Linked DNA regions of Gossypium hirsutum: region 1 is linked to region 2. A link is a contact called in public Hi-C data. All regions are on one chromosome and are shown on one strand. Each heading gives the region's core, a stretch centred on a gene start, on an enhancer-like site or on the middle of the called end of the contact. The rest is flanking DNA. Distances are from core to core; before and after follow the strand shown. Region 1 has its middle 15 kb from the start of LOC107927614. Region 2 holds the start of LOC107936203 (formate--tetrahydrofolate ligase).

The links. Hi-C and Micro-C count contacts between places; a contact is called where the count stands out from the background.
Region 1: a contact with region 2 is called in a Hi-C map of leaf, with 2.4 times the contacts expected there. The contact joins the enhancer-like site here to the promoter of LOC107936203 in region 2. A contact is called at or near these places in 2 of 34 Hi-C or Micro-C datasets (hypocotyl and leaf).

Annotation. Positions count from the first base shown.
Region 1 is chrD04:2,506,250-2,509,666 of Gossypium_hirsutum_v2.1, reverse strand. No RefSeq gene overlaps it. Among protein-coding and RNA genes, the nearest start is that of LOC107927614, 15 kb to the right of the region's middle. Within about 2 kb of position 1,941, at least 7 of the 9 cell types and tissues checked have an H3K27ac peak or open chromatin away from gene starts, as enhancers often do. A contact at or near this core is called in hypocotyl and leaf, where this site is marked.
Region 2 is chrD04:2,428,731-2,432,318 of Gossypium_hirsutum_v2.1, reverse strand. LOC107936203 (formate--tetrahydrofolate ligase) reads left to right here and starts at 2,077. Exons shown (of 5, transcript XM_016868885.2): 1 at 2,077-2,493; 2 at 3,011-3,160. The coding sequence starts at 2,332. It overlaps LOC107936192 (phosphatidylinositol 4-phosphate 5-kinase 6), which reads left to right. Exons shown (of 10, transcript XR_005912325.1): 6 at 1-186; 7 at 454-575; 8 at 672-750; 9 at 1,035-1,491; 10 at 2,072-2,323.

The DNA of each region.
Region 1 (3,417 bases), core at 692-3,191, 77 kb before region 2:
AATCACGACTCAGCACAGGGTTGATTTATATGCATTAATTTTAAGTCCTCAGGGAAAAAAATATTTTATTGAGCCCTTAAATCATCCTCTAAAAAATCAACTAGTCATTTTATTAACATAAATCATTAATTAATTAGTTTAACTGTTATTTTTGTTGTCATGATAAATGATGTAGATGTGACATATTGACATATAATATTATGTTGGTAAAACTTTAAAAAATTATATGTTGATATGGCACGATATGTAAACAAAAAATAAAAATTAATTATGTGTACATCCAAAATGAATCTGGATAACTATTTGTTTAGATTCATTTGAATCTTAACAACTATCCAAATTCATTTAAGATGAGTACAAAATTATTATTTTTAAAAAAATTATAAAAACTATTAAAAATGTTATAAAAATTTAAATATTAAAAAATAAAAAAATTTAATGATTTATAAAATTATAACCAATTAATAAAAATGCGAGAGGATCCCATAAAAGAATTCAAAATTATGAAAGGTTGTAAAAAATTGAACAGAAGCCATGATAGAATTCAAAATGAATAAGGTGCTATGCAGTCTTCCTTATAAAAGACAGGTGAGAGAGAGAAAGAACAACGAAAATATATATTAGGATGTTCCGTGTGTTAACTCGATTATTAGGATGCTCACCATCTTAGATGTAACTTAGATTTGAGTAACATTTCTATTAAGGTTTTATTCTTTTCTTACAATTCACCCAAAAGAAAATCCACTTTTATAATTTTAAGACATGATTTATATATTTATTTGATTTTCCTATTATTTTTCATATTGTATTTAACTTAGATTGTGCAGGTCACAAGTCAATTAGTATCTTGAACGAGATCAGATGAACTGGAAATATTGTATGGGCAGAAAAAATTGATTGAAGAACAGGGAAATCTAAGTTAAAAGCACAGGAGCTTTTCCATTATTATCTTTTTAGTCCTTTTGTGAAGTGGTCTGTCTTGTCTTTTTCTTTTGATGCTACAAAATTTTCAAAGTTCCAAGAAAAAAATATAAGCAATTTTATTGGAGATTTGGAGCGTAGGGCCTTTGACTAACTTTTTTTTCTTATTGAAGGGAGCAATCAGATATTTTTTTCATATTGTTACTATTTATGAAATTGACTTCACTGATCATGAACTCATGTTTTGAGCAGATTTTAGGCATACTAGACATATGTACTGTTCTTTCTGTTTACTACATTTCGTGGTCTTTGCTTGCGAAATTTTTTGGTACATGTGAACTGGGACTACCAACCATCCTTCCTAGCTCTCCTGACGAACTCCCTCTACGAGACCTACACACATCTCATTGATAAAGTCGTATTGGGTCGTAAGTAGGTGATCTGAACCTCATCCGAGTTTTGAGTCACCGAATCATAAATACATAACATAGGGTTTTGTTGTGAATGGTCAGGAAGAAGGAGAAGCTGGGAAGAAATACACGTCAGAGGAGAATTCCTAAGAACTATACTGATTTTGTCATGGGGTTCTGGTCAGCAGGGGCTAAGGAATATAAGATAGCAGATGCTTATTGAACAACTTCCCTGAGAAATATATTCTAGCTCAAATCCTGATCGATGGGTTTTGCAGGCTGATCGGTATTTTGCTTTTTACAATATTAAGGAGCACGACCGACTCACCATTACTTCTTTTTATCTTGATGACACCACCGCCGAGTGGTACGATTGGAGGTATCGAAATAAACAGCTGACTGGGTGAACGCATTTCATTGAGGCGCTCATCAAACGCTTCCGATTGAAAGATCTGGAGTCTCCGGAGGGCCAGCTCGCAAAGCATCAGCAGCTCTCTACTGTGAGTGAATACAGATCCCGTTTTGAGGCCATCACCAATCACACCATGTATTAAAACAACAGTGTTGATTCATAAGCCCACGGAGTTGGAGGTTGCCATCGGCTTGGCCCAATTGCATGAGAAGGGGTCTCTTAAGCCTTCCATGGGCAATAGCAAACCGCTTTTGCCTACCCCAAAATCCCTACCATCGCCTTCTTTTTCGACTACACCAGTGGCTGCGCAAACCCTAATATTATTTTTGATGATTTGTAAATATGCTTAAGAAAAATTTCTTTCAAATATTCTTATTTTAATAACTAACAATAATTTAATTTATACATATTTCAAAATTAATAAATTAAGTTAGAAATTCTATATAATGAAATAAATACCTGAAACTAAAAACCTACATATACCAAAAAATAAATATATTTTTATAGAGTACTTATTTTTATTAATTTTAATATTGTATAATTAACTTATTATTGTTAAATATTAAGTATAAGATTATTAATTTTTATTCAAATTATTTGAAATTAAATATGAATTGCAAATTTCAACAAAAAAAATCTAAATTTAGTGGTGAAATTGAATTAAACAAGAGAAAAGAGACAAAATTCAATGTAGAATTAAAATATAGTGGTAAATTTACCAGTGATAAATATCAATCAAAGTAAACTATGTATGCAAATTTGCACATTAACCCAAAAATACTTGTGCAAAAAATAATTATATATTTGAATAGTTTTATATTATATATAAAAATTCCAATAATTTCTAACAATAATTTATATATACAAAATTTGAATATAAAAAATAATTAATTCAATTTTTTAATTTGAATTTTTAAAAATCGAATATATAAAATTTATTAATAAAAAATTAAATATATGAAAAATGATTTTAGTTTTTTTAGAAATTTTAAAAATTATTTACTATTTTTTACAATTAATATATATGCCACGTGTCATCTCCTAGTGGGTGCTGTCAACCAAGCAGTCAAACTGATCAACTAATGATTTCTATTAACAGAAGAGTTTAATTGGTTTTTTTTTGTCATTAAGGACTTAATAGGGTGGATTTTTTTTAAGGGCTCAATTATTTTTTTTCAATTTTTTACTAAAGGCTTTTTTACTCTAAAACCTAAAAATTATGAAAATCATAAAAACATATATTAAAATGTTGCAAAAAATCCAAAAAATATTTAAAAGCAATAAATTTAAAAATTATGAAAAAAAATGTCAAAATAGTAGATTACACATATAATAGGATCAAAATATCATACGTTATTTAAACTAAAATGAAATATGATACAATATATATATGTAATAATATTTGATAAATTATCAGTACAATTTTTAGACTCCACAAGCAAGTTAAGAAGCTGTTAAGTGAAGTTGGCAAGTGTCCTATAGTGAAATAATCTTCAGAATTTTAAATAGGAAAATAAACGCATTTCAATGCGTTCGAACCCATATCATTTTGTGTTAGTAACAATACGATGTCAACTGAGTTAAGACTCAACCAATAAAAATAGTTTCAAAAAATTTATAACAAAGACAAAATGTGAATATAAGGACACATGAACTAAATCTAATAATGCATAA
Region 2 (3,588 bases), core at 828-3,327:
TGTTATAATGGGGAATCTGTTATGTACTCACTATACCATTCATAGGCGCTTTGACTTGAAAGGTTCTTCCCATGGTCGCACAACTTCTAAACCTGAATCAGAAATTGATCCGTCTACAACCCTCAAAGACCTTGATCTCAATTATCTGTTTCGGTTAGAGAAAACGTGGTTCGAAGAGTTTTGCAGGTGATCATATTTTCTAATATCCTCTTTCTTTTTAAGGTATCTTCATTTCTTGCAACCTATATTACTTGGACTCAGGTGTGAATGTCACATATGGGTTCGTTTCTGAGTTTTATAGAAAATTATATCATATTAAGCTGCATTTGGCAAAGACCAAACCATTGTAGGATATTGCATAGATTTGAGATCGATAAGGCCTTCAAAACTTTTGGGATGATAAGCATGGAACTTTTGATTTTTCTTTTCTGATCCAAGTTTCCCTTCGTGCAGGCAAGTTGATAGAGATTGTGACTTACTTGAACAAGAGAGAATTATGGACTACAGTCTGTTGGTTGGTTTTCACTTTCGAGAAGTTCCTACACCTCTTGCTTCTGGAGCTGTTACACCTACTGGTTATTTCTAGTGATCTCTGGTATTAAAATGTTTTGTGACTTTGATATCAACGGCTGCTTAAATGAGTAAAGATATGTTCTTGGATTTACTTGCAGGAAATGCAGACCATGAAAATGAAGAAGTTCCTCGGCTATCTCAAACAGGACAGGATCAGCTTGATAGCGAGCCCTCAGGGTACGATGAATGTTCTTGTTTTTGGATGCTCATTTATGTTTTCAAGAGTACTTCATACCTTGGCATATGTCTAAGCAGGCATCATCGCTGTTTCCCCACTTTATGAACACTGAAATTTATGTTATTTCCAACTATTCATTTTTCTTGAAGTACTTGTGTCCAGCACATTTCTGAATTGTTTCACATGGCCATGAGAAGTATTCGATCTAAGAAAAGTTAATATGATGTTTATATGAAGTGATAACAATTTAATTTACTGATGATAGTCCAAATTGACAATGCAGGGGGTCTTCCATTCGATTAGGTATTAGCATGCCTGCTCGGATCGAAAAGACTGTGAGGAAACCTGAATGTGAAACCCAGCTTATCGGAGAACCAACTGGTGTATTCTATGATGTTATCCTCTTTTTTGGTATAATCGATATTCTACAAGACTACGATATTACCAAGAAGCTTGAGCATGCATATAAATCAATGCAATATGATCCAACTTCAATTTCAGCTGTTGATCCAAAGCAATACTCAAAACGCTTTCGGGATTTCATTTTCAAAATTTTCGTAGAGGACACTTGAAAACATATATTTGACAAAGATGTTCAACTTAGGACCAATGCCCCTCCGTGTACATTTGATCATAATCCGGAGATGCGAGCGCCTAGAAGCTTAAAAGGTTATCGTTCTGATCAACCGTGGAGGATGATTTAAGACCACACTGGACACACCTTTGTAACTCAGGATTAGGTTATCACCCTCTCTTCATCGCCATTATTTTTTACCGTTGCAGATAATATATATGCATATATATGATATGTTATAGTGAAAGGTTTAGGTTAAGATTGTTAAAACCAGAGTTACTAAAGCTTGATTCAAATGTAGATGAATTGGCCAAAAGTGGTGAAAACATACATTGGGATTGCATTCTTTTTTGAACTGAAAATTGTTTACTTCAATGGCTGAAGAGTCTCTGGGTTCAGCTTCAAATGATAATGTACAGAAAGAGATTGAAATGGGAAAAGGAGAAGAAAAAAAGCTTTTAGTTTGCTTATATGGAAAATGAAAACGTTTTGTGTCTATTCAATATTTTGTATATCTGTGTATGTTGATATAAGCATTATTCTTCTGTATTAAAAAAAAGCTCATTTGACATGGATTATAGTTGAAAATAATTCCTTTTTAGAGACTTATCAAGTTAAGAAATATTATATTAATTTTTTGGTGAATAAAATATGAAGATAATTAATAAATTTTCTCGATTGAAACCAAAATCTAAAAATTAATATACCTTCAAACTTATATTTGATTCTACTTATCCGCAAACCAGGTTAAATTGATGCTGTCTAAGGTCGGACCCATCGGTTGTACTAATCACAGCAATTACATTGCATGGTAACATTAGCATCTCTCCCCACTCCCTTCTTATTTGCCACCTCAGATTAGATAAGAAAAAACGAACGCACGCACGCACTCCCATATGTTTTTAGACTTTTGTTGCTTTGTTTTTTTTAATGTTGTAGAAGGCAAATTGTTGAATTTTAAAGAAACAGATCCACCAAAAATCAGCTAAAATTTAGACCAAAAAGAATGAGTTCGTCAAGGAGTGTAAGGAAGTTGGAAGTGGTATCACCAGTGCCGGCAGACATAGATATTGCAAACTCTGTTGAACCATTTCATATTTCTGAGATTGCTAAGGACCTTAACCTCAGTCCCAACCATTATGATCTTTATGGCAAATACAAAGCCAAGGTTTTTTCTTTTCCTTTTCACTCCCTTTCTTTGTTTATTTTTGGTTATTGGATTTTGATTTATTTGTGTTCTTTAATGATCGATTTAATCGTTTCGTGTTTGGATTTCGATATTGAAAAAAAGCTGTTAAAAAAGTAGAAAATTGAATAGTAAGATCAGCAAAATCTGTCTTTTTCTATGTTTTCTTCTGGGCATTGCCTCATCTGCCAAAAGGGAAGCTTTTCTCTTTCCTTGTTGAATTCCTTGAAATCCCAGACTTGAGATATGTTGTTTTGTTTCAAAGATAATGCAGGAAATGAAAAGGATGAGAAAAGGTTAACTCTTTTTTTTTTTCTTCTGGTGTTAAATTCTTAGCTTCTTGATTTTTGACTTAGTAGAGATGGAAGTGTGTTGAATGGATATTCAAGCGGTGTAAAAGTACTAGAGAAAGCCATTTTTCTGATATGCTTTTCCCTTGTTTATATTGGCCGCTGAGTTCAGATTTGAATTTGAATTACTTGGTTGATTTGGTCTATAGGTGTTGTTACCTGTACTCGATGAGCTTGAATCCTCCGACAATGGATACTATGTCGTGGTTGGAGGGATTACTCCAACTCCTCTTGGAGAAGGCAAGTCCACTACTACAGTTGGTTTGTGTCAAGCTTTGGGTGCTTATCTTGATAGAAAGGTATTCATTTTCACTTTTAGATATACTGAAATTATTCTACATAGGCAAATACTAAATAATATCGTGTCGCTCTGGCGCTTGCCATGATACAGGATAATTCATTTTACTTATGGAGGGATTTCTATTTTGTTCTTGACTTCTTTTTTTGGACTTTAGAATTTCTTATTTTGTTAAACGTAGCTCTGAATACTGGCAGGCATGTTTTGATAAAAGAAATATATTTTAGGGTCGCTTGATACTGGCAGACCAATGGAGTTCCATGATTCCTGATGCTTTGAATTGCTTATTTATAAATTAGTCTGTTAAGCAATTTCAATGATTGAAGCTATGAGCTGTCCGTATGATTGGAAATGTCTTTTTCAATCTCCTCATATATAAATTTAATGTTAAAAGATTTCAAATCCGAGAATTATTGCATTATTTCGACT